5 separate regions of the Mus musculus genome follow, and regions 1, 2, 4 and 5 are each linked to region 3. Evidence: chromatin contacts called from public promoter capture Hi-C data. All regions are on one chromosome and are shown on one strand. Each heading gives the region's core, a stretch centred on a gene start, on an enhancer-like site or on the middle of the called end of the contact. The rest is flanking DNA. Distances are from core to core; before and after follow the strand shown. Region 1 holds the start of Meaf6 (MYST/Esa1-associated factor 6). Region 2 holds the start of S100pbp (S100P binding protein). Region 3 holds the start of Tmem35b (transmembrane protein 35B). Region 4 holds the start of Yrdc (yrdC domain containing (E.coli)). Region 5 holds the start of Mtf1 (metal response element binding transcription factor 1).

Region 1 (3,348 bases), core at 625-3,124, 2.0 Mb before region 3:
AAAAAAAAAAAAAAAAAAAGCTAAGGATGCTGAGCCACAAAGGCGACATGTTTACCATGACCACCACCCTAAGGCTTAGGGGCCATTTCAGACGGCCAGAGCCAGAGGTCGGGGAGGAATGAGGTGAGCAGTGCCTTCTCCACATGGACAGGTCAGGGCTGCTGTATTCAGGAGCCCAGCAGCTGTAGCTGCTTACAAAAGACTGGCCTAAGATCAAGCCAGTCATCTTGGCAGCATGTAGGAGAGAGAGGTGCCCAAGCCTCCATCCCTAGCTAAGAAGCTATCAACAGTGGGTGACTCCTGTGGGGGAAGAGTCAGCTTTAAGGTGTGGGCCCTGGTAGGTTGATCACTTTCCATTGGATGATCTCACACCTATAAATATATGGGCATCTCAAATTGGGACTCAGTCATTAAAACGGGGCAGGGGGAAAAGCTGGAGAGAGGATGGATCAGAGCTCTCCCCCAGGACCCTGGTTCAATCTCCAGCACCCACATGGCAGCTTACAACTATTCCTCCAGTCCCAGGAGGATCTGATGTCTTCTGGTCTTCTTGGGAATTGCATGCATATGGTACAGAGACATACATGCAGGCAAAACACTCATAGACATAAAAAGAAAATTTCCAAGGTCTGATTGTTATTTTTTTGAGCCTAGGCTAGCCTCAAATTCTCTGTGTAGTTGAGGCTCATCTTGATTTTTTCCCCCTCAAAACAGCTGTCCTGTCTGTCTTCGAGTCCCCTGAGTGCTGGGAATAAAGACATGTGCCACCATGCCTGGCCCTGGGAGGTTCTTCTGTGGGCCAGGCTGGCAGGAAAGGAAGAGATGCTAGACTCAAATTCAGGGATTTGTGCAAGCTTGGGCTTAGGCAGATATTTTACCAACTGAGTTTCATCTACAGCCTTGACTTTCTTTTTTGGGGGGTGGTGGTGAAACTGTCTTATATAGTCTTACTGGCCCAAATACTATGTAGTACCTTGACCTTCCTGCTTCTTTTACCGCGGCCTCTTGGGTGCTAGAATTATAGGCATGTACTACTGGAGAGGAACAAGAGATTAGTGAAGAGGTTTGTGAGAGAGAAAATTAGGCAAGAGGAGTTTTAGAAAATTGAGAATTTCTCATACCTGTTGAACAATATACATCTAGGGCATAGAAACCCAAGGACATCCACCCATGGGGGCAAAGAACGCCACCTAAACTACGAGTGACGTTGCTGAGCACTGAGAATGCAGAGGTGGGCTCAGGGTGTACCTGTAGAGTGCTTGCTTCGTCTGTCCTGAGATCCATCCCCAGCACCTATTAACAGCGGGCATGCTCAACACATGGAATCCCAGCAGTGGGAAGGCAGAGGCAGGACGATAAACTCACGGTCTGTTTCTGTTCAATACCAGCCTGGATACAGTTCTGGATCTGAAGATAGAAGCTAATTCTTTCATAATCCTTCCCCTCCGGCAAACCACGTACAACAGGAGATCTGCTTGCCTGTGCTAAACCCAGCAAGATGTTGGTTTGGGGATCTTCTCTGCAACCCGGTTGGTGGGCGGAACCTTGCTCAGGTTTTCCACCTGCAGTTGGGTGGTGTTGCAAGGACCTCGTCTGCCGGGAGACATATGGAATACTCAACAGGCCTATGCTGCAGCTGGGTTCTCGATGTAGTGAATGTCTGTGGGTGTCTGTTAAGCTCAGAGGCCCACAGTGGAGCAGCAAGGAAGGTCCCACACGTACAAGCGCCTCTCCGCGCCGGCTTTCGCGCGCTGAGCCGGCCAGCTTCCCCGGAAGCCGCGCGCGCAGGCGCGGTGTGGGGGGTCGCGCCCCCTGGCGGCCAGCGGCGACAGTGCGCAGGGTCCGCCTACTGGTCGCGCGCCGCCGCCTCCGCCGCCGCTTGAGCCCAACATGGCGATGCACAACAAGACGGCGCCGCCGCAGATCCCAGACACCCGGCGGGAGCTGGCCGAGCTGGTTAAGCGGAAGCAGGAGCTGGCGGTGAGTGGCCGAGGCCTGGACGCCGTCCCCACTTGGCCTCGCAGGCAGCTCCGGAGGCGAGGACGGCGGGCAGCCAGGGTCTGGGCGCTCTGGGCGGCCGGGCGCGGCGCGGTTCCCTGCGGCGGCGCGGTTCCCGGCCTGCGCTCAGTGGGGCGGGGCGGGGCGGTGAGGGCGCGGGAAGGGCGAGAGGCAGGAGGCGGGGACGACGCTCAGGTCGGGTTAGCGGTTGGAAAGGAGGCGGCTAGACCCCGGCCTGGAGAAGATGCACGATGGATTCCATGGGCGGCGCGTTTCAATGGCCGGGGAATGTGGTGTATTTGAGGATGCCAAGGAACGGGGCTGGCGGGAGACCCAAGACGCAGCCTAGGGAATTTGGATTGGTGACGCGCACCAGGAGCCGCCGGCACCCTGCTGACTGCCCTGTAGGCTCCCGCCTTTTACGGCGAGCATCCGGGAGGCAAAGCTCACCTGAAGCTGCCCTTCCAGGTTTCCATAGCAACCGGCATCCACTGCGGGCGGCCCTTCCAGAGCTAGCAGGGAGGAAGCAGTTGATGTAGAAGAGATGCTTTTGAAAAGCTGTTCACCCTTCTCGCTGCTGGTAGCAACACATTTAGTGAGTGAGAATGGAGACAGCTCACGGTCTGTCTCATCCCTGCTCGTGACAGCTAGGTTTTGCCTCTGAAGTAGATGCAAAATCTTGCATGTGTGTGCATTTTCTGAGGATAGACTATACATTTCATTCTATTTATAAAGGGGTCCATCACCCCTACACTTCCACAGAAATGGTTCATTGTGGGTAAGCTTGACTTTACAAGTCTGTGACGGAATTTCAGTTTGCTTAATGCTTGTTTTTCCCTGTCCCTGTTTTCATCACCTAGGAAACACTTGCAAACTTGGAGAGACAGATATATGCTTTTGAAGGAAGCTACCTGGAAGACACTCAGATGTATGGCAATATTATCCGTGGCTGGGATCGGTATTTGACCAATCAAAAGTGAGTGTCAAAATCTAGTAGTATTAGCTGAGCACTGGTGGTGCACGCCTTTAATCCCAGCACTTGGGAAGCAGAGGCAGGTAGATTTCTGAGTTCGAGGCCAGCCTGGTCAACAGAGTAAGTTCCAGGACAGCCAGGGCTATACAGAGAAACCCTGTCTGGAAGAAAAAAAAATCTAATAGTATCTCTCCATTTTATCCTCTACTAATATTTGGCTGCAGGATTTTTGTTTTGATTTAAAACATGGTCTTACTATGTAGCCCTGGTTAGCCTGGAACTCACTAAGTAAAGCAGGCTGGCCTCGGATTCACAGATCACATAGCTCTTTCTCCCTCTGACTTCTGACTGATAGATTTAAAGGTATGGACTGTCAT
Region 2 (3,384 bases), core at 465-2,964, 2.1 Mb after region 3:
TAATAATAAACATCGTGAACCTCTTAAGTGTCACAATCCCCCCTCTCGAATGCTACATCACCTGCCATTCTTGGCACTTGCCTGGTAAATCTTTCAAACATGGACGCTTATTTTTCAGGGAGGAATATTTTCCTATTTCTAAATTCTCTTAATTCTGCTCCACATCTCTGTGTGACCCTATTCTGTCCTTCTACTTCCCTCACCTGTCCACCCCCGTCTTCACACTTTAGTGTACCACCCCCTCTCTGTTCTCTAACCTCCTGGTTGCAACCTCAGAAACTGGTTCCCCCATCTATTTTTATCTTACCTCAAAAAACCTATTGCCTATTGGCTTCGTGCACAAAGCCTCATTCTATTCAGGACAGTAAAACGCCAATGCCAAATGTATACTACACATCCTACCTAGTTCAGGACTCTAAAACCAAAACCACTACCCAACTGGGTCTGATATGCAGGACCAAAAGCAAGGATTTTGCAAAAGGGGGTGGAGGGGTACTCCTCATTGGCCTTTGATTTCCAACCTCTCCTAAACAAAATACACTACCCGTGAAGCAGACAGCATCCACCAAAAAAGGGTGTATCATCAAAATGAGCCCCTCCCAAAATTTTTTTTTTTAACAAAGGGAACTGACTATCTGAAAGAATTTGCAACTCCCTCTGGGCTAACTGCAAACAAGGTAAAATGGAAAGATAACCGGTCTGGAAATCTCTGCTTTAGGTAACAATTCCCCCAGACTAGGGAGCCAAGAATTCCCACACAGGCCCAGGCAGCAGATTTTTCTAAACTGAAGCAACAGGTTTCTTTTACAAGAATAGTCTATTAAAGCCTGGGGCTCTTAACAACCACGGGGGGGTGGGGGGGGGAGGACAAAAAACAAAAAATGAGGGCAGCCGGTGAACTCCGTCCTCATTTGGTGGCCCTCTGAAGAAGGGCTCACCTTAGGTGTCTGCAGCATTCCCTGCGGCCCTGGATGAAACCCAGCAACGGTGGCCCAGGGATACCTTGCGAGGATGCCCGCGGGCCTCCCCGTCGGGAACACTACCCGCCCGCCCGCCGCGCCCAGGGCCTCTGCACTTCCCTCCTCCTCCCACTCGGGAGAGCGAGTCCTCGCCTCCCCGCGGATAGCGGGAGGAGCGCGTGTTCCCTCCGCGCCCCTCCCCCCAGGGGCGACCCAGGTCCCCCCGCGGGCTCCGCCAGGGCACCCGACCTCAGGGGACAGACGCTGACTGCCACATCTCGGCAGGCTGCGGCCCGCGGTCGCCCGGAGTGGGTCGCCCTCTCCCGCCACGACGCCCCGCGGGAAGCCCGCCATCCCCGCTCTCCCTAGCAACAGCCTCCCGCGGGGAAGGCAGGCACCGGGAGAGGAAGACCCCCCCCCCCGCCCCCACTGGCAGGGCCGGCGGCCCGAGGACCTGACAGCTCCCTTTTCCTCAGCGGGATGAGGGGCGTCACTCGCCCACGGATGTGGAGGTGGGGGGCAGGGACAACCTCCCCGCCCGCCATCACCTCTGGCGCGAGAAGCAGCCCTTCCCTCAGCGAGACGAGCTTCCCTACTCCTCACGGGGGCAAGACGAAGAACGCGGCCCTGTGGAGAAGCAACAGGCGGCCCGCCCCCTCCCCCCCGACCCCTCGCCTAGACGACGGGCGCCGACCCTTACGTCCCGCCCGCTCTTCACCTCCGGAAGCCGGGCCAAAAGCCTGGGCGAGCGGCAGCACCTCACTCCGCCCCCTGCGCCATTTTATCGCCCCCTTCACGACCTCCCCCACCCCGAGGCAGCGGGGCCAACACCAGGGGGAGGGCAAGCAAGCAGTGATTGGCAGGAAACCGCCCCGCCCCTGAGAGGGTGCGTCATGGGCGGCCTTCCTAACCCCGCCCCCCAGCTCCACCTACACTGTTTTGGTTTTTTTTTTTTTGGATGGTTCCGCCCCTTCCTGTTTCATCGATTCTTTCGACTCTCTGCTGCTCCTGACTCGGGGATGCTCGGGGAGAGGAGGGGACAGACAGAATCTAGGCCTAGCAAGCGGAGCGACGAGCTCAGCTGATGCAACCCGACGGGACTAGCGTGACAGTTCCCGGCACGCGGAGACGACGGCGAACGAGGAAAGGGCGCGGGTGCCGGCTGAGCGCGGGAAACAGAGACAGCGGAGCCATGGGTGATGCTCCAAGCCCTGAGGAGAAGCTGCATCTTATCACCCGGAACCTGCAGGTCAGGCCTTGGTGGGGGGTTGGGATGCGCCGTTGGGTACCGAGAATTTGAAGTCCCATGATTCCCGATGCCAATCCCTAAACGAGTGGGGCCGCGGTCTCCGCGCCTGGGCGGCTCTACGGCCCTCTCTGCTAGTTGATCAGTCAAGCAGCCATTCTCAGGGTGCAAGAGAAACTCCAGTGGGCTCACCCTTTGTGTGCACGTAGCTTGTGCTCCAGCCATTCCTGGGGCTGGGAACCTCATTCCACCCATCCTATTCCATGCCGGGAGCACTGCTAGGCTCTAGGGAGTCAGGGCCATGTCTTTCCAGGACTCTGGCGGAGAGAACCGGAAATTTAAAAGGACCTATAACCCAAATAAAACACGTACTGAAAGTTCCTATGACTGAAGTTCTGAAAAGAAATAAGGGGCGAGCTGGCCGAAGAGATGGCTCTGAAATGGAAAGAAAGTACTGCTCTTACAGAAGACCCGTTTTCAGTTCCCAGCACCCATGTCAGGTTATTCGGTACGGCCTGTATCAGGGGATCTGACGTCCTCTTCTGGCGTGTGTGTGTGTGTGTGTGTGTGTGTGTGTGTTGTGTACACGCGGGCGCTGAGAACTGCATTTCAGACAGGGAAGACCCAAGGGGAAGCAAGAATATTGTAGAACAGGGAGAAGGCTAGGCTCAGCTCCGTGGTAAAGCATGAGTAAGGCCCTGGACTCAGCCTTCAGTGCCCTCACACACCCTTTGTCCAAGGACACTGATTTAAATGGAATAAAGCAAGCACAGTACTGCTCGGCCACCACAACTCCCTGCCAACAGAACCGTTTCCATCCCTGCCTGCCCGTGCCTCTGATGTTCCTCCACAGAACCTATTGCTGTCCTTTGACATGTTCTCTAAGGAGAGACAGGTAGGAGCCAAGTCATGAGGGGCTTGTAAACTTTGTTTTACAAGCCAGATAAAGACTGGACTAGAATTACGCTAAGGGCGGTTGCACCACCAAGCTATTTTTTTTTTTAAATTTACCTATCCTGGGTGTGGTGGTACATGCTACCTGTAATCTTAATACCTGAGAGTCAGAGACAGGGGGGTGGCTGCAATTTGGAGGCCAGCCTTGTTTACATAATGAGTTCCTGGCTAGGTAGAGCTCTATACAGAGACCCTGTCACTAAGAACATTCATTCACCTCTTCGA
Region 3 (3,581 bases), core at 405-2,904:
GATTGTTCTTGAAGTTTCAAGAGGAAATGTCTTGTTTACGGAGTTCCCCAAGAGACCAGGCCAACCCACTTGTCCCAGTACACCAGTTAGAGGTGAGCAGTGAAGGGCAGAGCAAGACTGGGCTGGGAAGAACAAATTGTGATTCATTGACCCCACCCACCTCAGCAGTTTTTGTTTTGTTTTGTTTGAGACAGGGCCTCTCTGTATAGCCCTAGCTATCCTGGAACTCATGTCAACCAGGCTAGCTTAGAACTCAGAGATCTGACTACCTCTGCTTCCTGACTGCTGGGACACAATGCCACCTTAGTTTGAAGGACTAACTGGGACTCTGAAATATCACAGGAAAAGGGAACAGTGGAGGGTTGGGCGCCTGACAGTCGGACTTCTTGGTAAGGACAGTCGTCTGATTGATGGTTCTTTCAGTTCTAGTTTTGCAAATGGTTCCCACTTTAGGGAGCAGTTTGGTTTTAGCCTCATCACTGTGGCATTTGCCCCATTTAAGGCCTGGTCTGCTCTGCCAGACTCGCTGCTGCTTGGAGCTGGCTTTGCTTCTTCACTGTCATTATGCTTTTGGGTGAGTTTTGTCTTTCCAAGGTTATCTATCACAGGAGAAAGTGACTCAGGGGAAAAAAAGTGACAAAACAGAGTTAAGTTAGGCCAGCAACCAGTACCTTCCTGCATGACCAAGTAGGCATGTGCACTTTAAAAACATGAGCAGTTTTAGTCACCAGCCATATCGCCAGCCCTCCGAGAGTTATGTAGATGGAAGCAGATCCAAGTACGTGGCCAGTAAGCATGAACAGTGGGAGGGTTTGAGACCATAGGGCTTCTTTTGGACCCATAGACCAGGGCTTGGGAATTATTTTATTTTATTTTATTTTGAGACTGGCCTTTGCGATATAGTCCTCACTAGCCTAGTTCTTGCTGTGAAGTTCATTCAACTCTGGGCAGTCCTCAGGCCTTATCCTCACTAGTTGGGGAATTACAGGCACATCATGCGTGGCAGTAGCCAGCTTTCATGAAAGGTCAGATAGTATTCAGTGGCTCAGCCATAGATGGTATACAAATGGATGCAGGTCAACACTTTCACCCTTGTACCCCGAGGTGTTAGTTTTATATAATTTTCAATTGTTGTGAAAATTCCTTGAACATTGCTTAATCATTTCTAGAATGTTATTATTTTCCTTATGGGTGTGTGTTAAAAAACTCGACAACCGGAAAAAATTGGTCCTCTGTTTGCCAGTGCAACCAAGTAAGGGATTCTTTAAATATCTTTCTCATTTTTCTTTTGGTTGAGCAATGGGAGGGGCAGGTATTTTAGGCATAGGTGGACCAGAAAAACTTACAGTTACTGCTTTATTGCTCATTAATTGTAGGGTTCACTGATTTTCTAGTAACTTTCTGAAGGCCATTGTGCAACTTCCATACAGCTGCAGACCCAGAGACACTCAGGGAGTTGGGTGGTGTCAGATTCCTCTAGCACGGGTGGGTTTGAAGGCCAGATCGCGTGGACACACACCCGATACTCCGCACCCTCCACAATGAGTACAGCCTGTAAGGAAAGGCCTCAGTGGGCGGGTCTTAGCGGAGGTGGCCATCAGTGGGCGGGGCTGAAAGTTGGGCGTAACCGGGTGGGCGGGCCGGACCGACTGTAGTCTTCCGGTAGGGAGGAAGAGTCGTCCAGGAAGGCGGGCGCTGCTATGTCGTTCAGGGTAGGCGTGTTGCGGGTTCTGCTTGGCGTCTTCTTCGCGCTCACCGGGGCTGCCAAGCTCTTTCAGGTCTCGGCCCCCGTGTCACAACAGATGGTGAGCGGCACCCGGGGAAGGACAGTGTGTGCTCGGTTCCCGGGGGCTTCATGCCTTCGGGCTCGAGGCCGCCTGGGCCTTTCCTCCTATTTTCTACACCTTCTCCAGGTGGGAGGGCACGGGACTTAACTGCTGGCTGAGCATGTTGTCCCCAGGCCGATTTAGAGTTGGAGAAGTGATGGGACTCAGGAGGTCCAGGAAGACAAAGTGAAAAAGTGACCTAGCACCCCTCTCCACCCCACATCCACCAACCCATTGTTCCAGGTTGGGGAGGCAGAATTTTACTTTATTTGGTTTTTGTTTGTTTGTTTGAGCTGGTCTTCTGAATGTGTCCCTCTGGCTGGCTGGCCCGGAGCTCACTCAGTGTAGTGGCTGGCCTCGAACTTGCAGAGATCCACCTACCCCAACCTCCAGACTACTGGGATTAACGGCTTACCTACCTTAGAAATCTTTTTTAAGCTTGAAACTAGTCATGATGGTAAAATGTAATTTACCAAAACATTACACAGCTATTCAAGCAAGGCTCAAAGTAGACCAATCTAACTAGACTCCTCAGTGTCCCACGCAGCCTGGGACAGAAGCATAGAAGTCACTGACTGTAGTTCCTTATCCCGAGAGGGTCTACCAGCAGTTTCCAGACCCTCAGAGAAGCCAGGCTCTGTGGAAGACCCCTGTTGCCACCTCCCAAGCCTGGGTACTACTACGATTTTCTTCTCCTTTTCCTCCTCCTCCTCTCCTCCCTTCCTCCTTTTTTCTTCTTCCTTTCCTCTTTCTTCTTCCCCTCCTCTCCTCCCCTCCTCCTCCTCTTTTCTTCTTTCTTCTTCCCTAAGATGGTGGGTTCTTTAGGATAGATATGGTAAAAGCCAAACAGCTTAAACTCTCTGCAGGTGTGTCTCATGTGCGGCCCTTGGACCACATACACTCCAGGATAGCTGTCACTGTAGCCCAGCATAAAAGTGTAAATTTAAAATCCGTGCTTTTTTTCCCCCTTTCAATTCAGCTGTGGGGTTCTGGAGCAGCTCTGTAGGTGACAGTATGGAGCTCCCTCCTTGGAAGCCAGAGTAGGACAGGCAGGGCTGCTGTTGGACCACAGGAAACAGTCCTGAGGGTGGAGCAGGCCCAGGGAAGGGTCTGAGTAGGGTGTGTTACACCCCCTCAGCTGTTCCTTGTGTCTGCCACAGTAGAATCAGGACCTGCATAGAAGATGGAAAGTGTCAGTCATTCTCTAAGGAGTCTATCCATCCCACCTGCAGATATTCAGAGAGAAGAGAAACTAGACCTGGCACAAAGAGAATCTGTAGCCCTTCCTAGGCCCTGGCCCTAGATGGGAAAGCCAAGCCCTGCTCCCTTCTTCTGGGATTTGAGCTGGGTTATCATCTATGGAGAGGTCTGGTTAGGACATAAAACCGACTACACCTGAAGCCCTTTTTCACACGGGCACGTCTGTTCCTAATTCCAAAAGCCAGCCCTATAGGTCAAGGTCAGCCCCTCCTTACCGGGCTCTTAAACTACTTGTAGCAGTTTTGTTAAGGGAGCCGGTTATAGGCAGAGGAGGTCTCGGTGGTGCCTTCAGGCACTGCATTTTCTGATAAGTAGTACTGACAGGCGTTCCCTACCACTCGTAGAGAGCCTTGTTCGAGCAGTTTGCTGAGGTGTTTCCATTGAAGGTGTTCGGCTACCAGCCAGACCCTATAAGCTACCAGACAGCTGTGGGATGGCTGGAACTGCTGGCTGGGTTGCTGCTGGTCGTGGGTCCACCTGTGCTACAGGAGATCA
Region 4 (3,613 bases), core at 814-3,313, 2.3 Mb before region 3:
GTAATGTTTTCATAAAACTTTTTTCCACCAAAATCTGGGGTGTTTATTGTAGTATCCCCGTGTCCCTCGAGGTGCCAAGTCAGGGGCTTGCCCGCCCTTGCCGCGGGTGTTCTCAGGCTTCCCAAGGGCTGTGTGAGTCAACAGCCTGCATCTTTGGTTGTGCTTTGGAGAAAATGTCACTGAGGTTGGAGTCCCAGGTAGCTAGTCCCTTTTCCTGGGAATTCCCTGTTGCAGTTTGGGGAAGGTGGCTGGAAAACGGGCTTTTCTGGTTGCCTGGCTCAGATCTAGCCAGAAAAGGCCACAAACTCTTTTCTAACACAAACTAATCATTGGCCAGTGGTCTTGGTGACAAGTTTTTAAGTCCCAAATAGTTTTATTTGAATTATGTAAAAGTACCAAGTTTATTTTAAATGTAAAACATGGGAACAACGGACTTCCACTGAGCGATATGAAAACGTTACAGGTTCAGTACTTCCAAAGGAAGAAACCTCCAACCCCTAAAAAGAATAAATACGAATTTGTATTTTTGAAGAATGTGAAATAATAGTGTTTGCTTAATTGCTCATTTTGTATAAACTTAATATTGTACTTTAAAATATCTGCTATGAAGTGAAAATTTAACTTTTTGGAATTGAAAAAGCAATATTAAATACTAATGAAATCTTAATTAAATGCTTATTTAAATCTGGTAGTACATGTGGCATTACTTCCCATCCCTGTCCCTGGTTGACACTCTCTTCCCACTCCCAGCCATCAAGTCTTGGAGGGACAGAAAAGAAAGGTCAGTCACCAGGGTCTGCAGATTTCCTTTTAATCAAGACTCTGCTCAAGTGTTTTGTGGGGCTGAGAGCCCCCAAAGCATGAAATGAACATGTAATACCACCTGGAACCCCCAAAGCAGGCCAGACCACTCTGGCCAGCACTGCTGGCTTCCTGAATCCGAGTACTCAAGACTGGATGTTTGTTGGCTCCATTTCAAAGCACAGTACTGCCTTCAGCCAGGACGACGTGGGAGTGAACCCAGCTGCTAGTAGAGTTGCCATCCCAGGCTGAGGGCCAAGTACCAGCAACTGCCCGTGAAGACTGGCCCCTTTTAGTGAAGGGAGTTGGTCACAGTCCAGCCACTGGCCCTGGAAAGGGACAGAAGTCAGGGTGCCCGGCTAGGGTATGATCAAGACTCCGAGGCTCCATCGCCAGCATCCTTTGGAAGGCCACCTCTGGCCGATACAGATGGCTGGGGCGGCGCTCCAGACTTGGCTGAACCGTTCTAGTTGGAACAGAAAAGGGGGGAGGGGGGATGAGCCCGGAGGAAAGGCCTTAAGTTAGGCCCCACAAGAATAAGGCCACTTGGCATCTCGACAGTACCATGCTTTTTCAAAACCTCGCTCAGATCAAAGGAAGTTAAGCGGTGGGGATGCTCTTCCACCTGCCTCCTTTGGAGCGGGGTGGGGGTGGGGAGCGCGAGCTAGACCAGTGCAGTGAGTGGGAAGCGCCCACCTCCCCAGGTCCAGCCCGGAGAGGGCACTGGGCACTGACCCCGCCACCAGCCGGTTCTGGGCGCCGGCGGCCCAGCTGCCGCAGCATCTCCTCACAGGCGGCGATGGTGTCCAGAAGCTGCCGCTGCCGCTGCTCCACGGCGTCCAGCAGCTGCTGGGCGCGTTCATCTCGGGGCGGCTGCGGGGGTGGCCTCCCGCCGAGCCCCAACCCCGCCTTCCCACGGTCCACGCCGGCAGCCTCCCTGCCCGGGAGAGAGACGGCGTCAGGGCCCGGCGCTAGGCGGCGCGAGGTCGCGGCCCCAACCCACCGCCCCGCCGGCCCGCTCTCACCCCCGTGACCAGCCTGCGCCGGGACCCCACTCCATCGCCGCCCGTGCCACCCGCTCACCACCCCTCCGCAGTCCGCCCCCCGCGCCGCGCGAGGAGTCCGCTAAGCCGAGCCCCGCCCCGTCCCCACCGTTCTCCTTCAAGTCGCCTGGGGGTCGCGGTCCCTTTAAGCGGCCGGGAGCGGAGGCGGGGCCGAGCCTCGCGGGCCGGAAGTTGCGTCCGTGCGTCACTTCCTCCCGGAAGCGGCTCGGCACGGATGTCTACGGCGCGTCCGTGCGCGGGGCTGAGGGCCGCCGTGGCGGCCGGCATGGGGTTGAGCGACGGGCCGGCTAGTTCTGGCCGCGGCTGCCGCCTCCTACGCCCTCCTGAGCCCGCTCCGGCGCTGCCGGGGGCCCGGCTGCTGCGGCTTCCGGAGAGCGAGCCCGTGGAAGCCGCGAGCCCCGAGCGCTCCGGCTGGACCGAGGCGCTGCGGGCCGCCGTGGCCGAGCTGCGCGCCGGCGCCGTGGTGGCGGTCCCGACCGACACGCTCTACGGCCTGGCCTGCTCGGCGAGCAGCTCGGCGGCCCTGAGTTGCGTGTACCGCCTCAAAGGCCGCAGCGAGGCCAAGCCGCTGGCCGTGTGCCTGGGCCGCGTGGCCGACGTCTACAGGTGAGGCGGCCCCGCTGGGGGCGGCCCCGCGGGAGGGGTTTCCGGTGACAGCCTCGGGAGACCGCGGCGTCCGCCGAGCGCGGGAGGGGCTTGTCCTTGCTCCCCGAGGAGGAATCCGGAACTGGAGATTGGTCGGGAGCGCTGACGGCTCGCCAAGATCCGCTCTAGACAGTCGGTCGAGAAGCTGAGTTAGGCGAGCATGGCACTCTTCTCCCGGTGCCCTTGTGATGGGCGGAGGGGAGGCCCGTTTCGGGGTAACGCCTTCCAGATGATTAAACGGATTGAGATTGTATCCACGTGCCACGGCGCTGTGGTTTTGTCCCCCAAGACAGGCGGATAGACTTAAAGCCCAGGGTACTCTGTGGAGTCTGTCTTCTGCCAGAACTCCGAGGAAGAGGGAGTAGAGAGTCAGGTAGATCTCGTTCATTATACACGCGAAGGGGACCCCTCTCCAGCATCTGCCTTAAGTCCCCAGGAAAGGTCCATCAGGGTGATTTGGAGAGGATTTGTGCTCCTTTGCCTGCAGGTACTGTCAGGTGAGAGTACCTAGGGAGCTCCTGGAAGACCTGTTCCCAGGCCCTGTGACCCTGGTGATGGAGCGCTCCGAGGAGCTCAACAAAGACCTGAACCCCTTTACTCGTGTGAGTCAAGAGTTTTCCCTTTTCCTGCGATCTAAATCAGACGCTTGCAAGCCCTCGATGTCTTCCTCACGTTCTCTTTTCTTGCTTCCCAGCTTGTTGGCATCCGGATTCCTGACCATGCCTTCATGCTGGACTTGGCCCAGATGTTTGGGGGACCACTTGCACTCACTAGTGCCAACCTCAGCTCCCAGGCCAGTTCTCTGAGTGTTGAGGTGAGAATTGGCCCCAGCAGGTTAAACTGCTGTTTCCTTAAAATCAACAAGGCTAACACTGTAATGGGATTGCCTGGCAGAAATTTGGGCCTTTGGTGCATGGGTGAGAAGGTTACCCATTTGGTGTTGGTTAGAGGAGGGTATCCGAATGAATCTTGGAAGGGGGCAGGTGGTGTACTTGTAAGGCCAGGACAAGGAGGCTAGGGTAAGAAAATCTCAGTCAGCCTTAGTTATTTAGGGACACTTACTTTTTTTTAATGATTTATTTTTATTTTATGTACATTGCTGT
Region 5 (3,346 bases), core at 624-3,123, 2.3 Mb before region 3:
AGTGGTATTTTCTGTTTCTGTCATGCACAGCTAGCATATTTGGCAGCTTACTGCTCCGGAACCCAGCTCGTCACCAAAAGCTTGACATGGCGGAAAAGAAGAAGGCCCAAGAGTTTATTCACCAGTTCCTCTGCGGTCCACTCTGAGCCTCACTACTCCTCTCCTGTTTTCCTTAAGGCAGCCACAATTGTCAGCCCCACCTGTTTCAGCTCAAGAACTGCCTTAAGCTGGTCTGAGGCTGCTGGAAGAATGGCAGCCACCTGTTTCTTCTACCTGAGCCTAGACCTGCCCCTTCTCCATGCCATTGGCTAGCACACCCATGCTGACTTGTGAAGACATGGGGGCAATCCACCATAGTAGAACTGACGTTCCACATTCAACTCTAGTTATTTAACACAAATAGCTCCCTATTCATTTTTATTTAAAAGTTTTAAGTAACTGTACTTTGCCTTATTCAGCCAGCCTCCAGGACATGCAGTCAGTGAGTTCCCCATATCCCGTACTGAGCATCTCATGGTCAGATACTTGGACTAACTGAAGTCCCTGAAGGAGAATGGCTTGGGGCGGCAGGACTCTGCTTAGAGGTTCCTGGATAAACAACTTTTAGCCATCCAGATGCTTCCACTGTCCAAGCCGCAAACATGTTCATGCATAGGGCACCTGTTCCCTTTCTGCTCAACTCCAAGGCCTCTCAGTCGCCCCCAAGAGCACTGAAGAAAGGGGGTTCTGGTGAAACAAGTGGGATTTTGTAGGATATTCAGTCCTCCCAACTGTATATAATGCAGCACCTCTCATATATGTAATATATTTTAATGAAAATGTATTTTTAATGGTGACTATGGTTCTCTCTTTTTTTAGTTATGTGTATGTGTGTGGTGGTGGTGGTACATGCATGTGTGAATGTGCTAGGAGAGGCCAGAGGCTCAGATCTCTCTGAAGCTGGATGTGAGCCATCTAATGTGGGTTCTGGTTTCAAAAGAACTCTAAGGTCAGAGCAGTCAGTTGGTCTTCTCTTCCCCAATCCTCCTCTCTCAAGAGATGGTAGTTCCTGGCAGCTAGTCCTTTGTGGCTTAAGAACAGAGCAGCTGATCTGTGGCATGCTGGTGCGCCAGAGTCACTTATTCAACCTTACTCAGAGGGAATGGCACAGCAGTTTGGGCCTGAACCCTGATCTAGCCTCTAAGAGCACTGCTCCAACGTAAACATTCGAGAGAAGTCGTTCATGGGGTAAATAAGCATTAGCTTATGTGAGAGTCTAAAAATTACATATACAGGAATATAATAGAAACACGAGAAAAGTATCTTCTTGGGCTTTGAAATATTGCTACCACCGAGTGGATTTCAAGGGTGGGTAGGATAAGTGTTAAGAGCTGACAGGGGACTGGCCAGTAGGTGGCGCTGACCCTTTCTAGAGCAAAAACCCTCCTTAAGGAAGGTTGGAACCGCTAGCTCCCGCGGGCGCGTGAGAACGAGAAGTTTCTGGAGGGCTCTGCTCAGCGTTCCGGTCCTGGGGGGGAGCCTCAGCCAGGTGAACTATGCTGCGTGGGTACAGTGGGGCGAGGAGAGGGATGCCGTGGGCTGGCCTACGCATCTGGAAGGCGGCGGCTGACTGCAGCCTTCTTGCTGCAGCTGTGGACGCAGCTGGGGCTGAGAACACCTCGACTTCACCGCTGATGTCGCGTATCCTCCCGCGCTCGAAACAGCCCGCTCTCTATGGTCAGCTTCCCGGTGCGGCACCGGAGCGCCAGACTCCACTCGCTCCGCCCACAGCCCGCTGGGGAGAGGCGCGGTCTCAGCCCCCTGGAGAGTAGAAGCCAATCACGAACAGCAGCAGGCCCAGGGCTCCCCGGGCCTCTCCTTCCTCCGGAAAGCGGAAGCGGAAGTGACGCTAGGGACAGGTGGGGGCAATCATGGTGCCGCTTGGGAGGGGAGAAGCTGCTGCTGCCGCCGTTGCCGGGAGCCGCGGAGGTAAAAGCAGAGGCTGGACTCGGCTGGGGCTGGAACTATCCGGGGGGTGCGGGACTGGGGCTCCCTGCCGTAGCCATTCCCGGCTGAGACTTCATTCCACTCACCCGAGGGACCCCACCCCTCCTCCGTTTCCATGGGGATGGGTATCCAGCCCCCCTTCTCTGTTTCCATGGAGACCCGGACCCTGCCCCTCTTAGCCCAGCTCGTAGCCCCCAGACTGCCTCGGGGTTTTTCTCTGTAGCCCTGGACTAGGGGTGCTTTCCCGGTCAGGGTCCTCATGCTAGTCTCTCAGAGGTGCTGGGTTCGCAGTCCTCGGCCACCCTCACACCTCCTGGTCTTGTTACAGAAAGTTGGTCTCTGCGTTTCCCGGGGCAGCCCACCGGGTCTCTTATCTCTCCTCTCAGACACCGAGAAACGTGTATTTCTGGGGTTGCGTAAGCAAAGGTTCGGGCTGGTTCCTCTCAGATTAGATCCCTTGACCTGTGCCTGGTAACTACCTCGCCTGCTTGTCACTCCGGCTAGTAAAGGCTCACTTTGCCGACTCTTGAGCTGAAGAGAAAGTGCAGAACCAGGTTGAGAACTAAGTGATGTGCTGGTTATTTTAAATTCTCCTTTTGTGTCTGCCAAACCCACATTTGTAGAACCTGTGTGTTTTCGGGTGAAGGAGGAATCACCATTCCAGACCATGAAAGCTTCAAATTTGGTAATTTCCTCAAGAGGCTATCTTCAAAAAGAGACCGTCTGCATGTCTGTCATTCATTTTGCTGATATTTCCTGAGCTGCTCGTGTCAGTATTGCTTATGTTAAGTCAGCCTTTCGGGTCAGAAAGCCTAGTCACTCTGTACAAGTGTACTCTCTGGTCCAGATCATGTTTTACGATATAAATAATTAAAGTGATTTGCATCAGCTACTCCTTATTAGGGTTTAGCCCCTCCACCTGATGTGTTCTAGAAATGACAGAAGGAAGCCACCCTTTTTCTTTACCTGCAGTTTCTCTTTCTGTATGAAACAGGAAGCCCTGGTCCCACTGTAGAAAAGCAGGCACGGATAGGTTGTCCAAGCAGTAAAGGGCAAAAGGAGGGTTTGGAGGTGGTTATGTTCAGAGTGTTGTTTCTGCACCACCAACTACATGAGGCCGTGGCACTGCCTCACGGTGTGTTTGCGGGGAGGGAGGGCATTGGGACGGGAGCACCTCACTGAAGGTTTGTAGCCACTCTTTCTTTAAACAGCCACCTGTTTGCTCTTTTATCCTCCTTAGCTTCATAGATCCATCTTTAAAGTATGTGACAGTAGAAGGTCTTGTGAATGCCAACTTTGAATTTTTTGGGGGAAAAAAAAAGATTTGCTTTTTCCTTGTCAGTGACTGATTGTGTCAGAT

The links. Promoter capture Hi-C pulls out the DNA fragments that hold promoters and counts their contacts. Capture Hi-C pulls out chosen DNA fragments and counts their contacts.
Region 1: a promoter capture Hi-C map of liver shows a contact between it and region 3, with 5 times the contacts expected there. The contact joins the promoter of Meaf6 here to the promoter of Tmem35b in region 3. A contact is called at or near these places in 3 of 39 promoter capture datasets (liver and pre-B cells).
Region 2: a contact with region 3 is called in a promoter capture Hi-C map of hippocampal neurons, with 5 times the contacts expected there. The contact joins the promoter of S100pbp here to the promoter of Tmem35b in region 3. A contact is called at or near these places in 3 of 39 promoter capture datasets (cranial neural crest, hippocampal neurons and pre-B cells).
Region 4: a contact with region 3 is called in a promoter capture Hi-C map of liver, with 2.5 times the contacts expected there. The contact joins the promoter of Yrdc here to the promoter of Tmem35b in region 3. A contact is called at or near these places in 2 of 39 promoter capture datasets (both in liver) and 1 of 9 other capture datasets (liver).
Region 5: a contact with region 3 is called in a promoter capture Hi-C map of pre-B cells, with 5 times the contacts expected there. The contact joins the promoter of Mtf1 here to the promoter of Tmem35b in region 3.

The regions. Positions count from the first base shown.
Region 1 is chr4:125,083,287-125,086,634 of GRCm38.p6, forward strand. Meaf6 (MYST/Esa1-associated factor 6) reads left to right here and starts at 1,875. Exons shown (of 8, transcript NM_001374123.1): 1 at 1,875-1,980; 2 at 2,859-2,974. The coding sequence starts at 1,891.
Region 2 is chr4:129,187,865-129,191,248 of GRCm38.p6, forward strand. It overlaps S100pbp (S100P binding protein), which reads right to left and starts at 1,715. Exons shown (of 7, transcript NM_001379590.1): 1 at 1,678-1,715. It overlaps Yars (tyrosyl-tRNA synthetase), which reads left to right and starts at 2,039. Exons shown (of 13, transcript NM_134151.5): 1 at 2,039-2,208. The coding sequence starts at 2,152.
Region 3 is chr4:127,124,389-127,127,969 of GRCm38.p6, forward strand. It overlaps Tmem35b (transmembrane protein 35B), which reads left to right and starts at 1,655. Exons shown (of 3, transcript NM_001099319.2): 1 at 1,655-1,805; 2 at 3,431-3,581. The coding sequence starts at 1,701.
Region 4 is chr4:124,848,696-124,852,308 of GRCm38.p6, forward strand. It overlaps Yrdc (yrdC domain containing (E.coli)), which reads left to right and starts at 2,064. Exons shown (of 5, transcript NM_153566.2): 1 at 2,064-2,471; 2 at 2,998-3,112; 3 at 3,205-3,324. The coding sequence starts at 2,080. It overlaps Mtf1 (metal response element binding transcription factor 1), which reads left to right. Exons shown (of 11, transcript NM_008636.4): 11 at 1-1,105. 1110065P20Rik (RIKEN cDNA 1110065P20 gene) reads right to left here and starts at 1,869. Exons shown (of 3, transcript NM_001347196.1): 1 at 1,827-1,869; 2 at 1,537-1,738; 3 at 790-1,267. The coding sequence starts at 1,861. The coding sequence ends at 1,172.
Region 5 is chr4:124,800,676-124,804,021 of GRCm38.p6, forward strand. It overlaps Mtf1 (metal response element binding transcription factor 1), which reads left to right and starts at 1,874. Exons shown (of 11, transcript NM_008636.4): 1 at 1,874-1,968. It overlaps Inpp5b (inositol polyphosphate-5-phosphatase B), which reads left to right. Exons shown (of 24, transcript NM_008385.4): 24 at 31-836. The coding sequence ends at 146.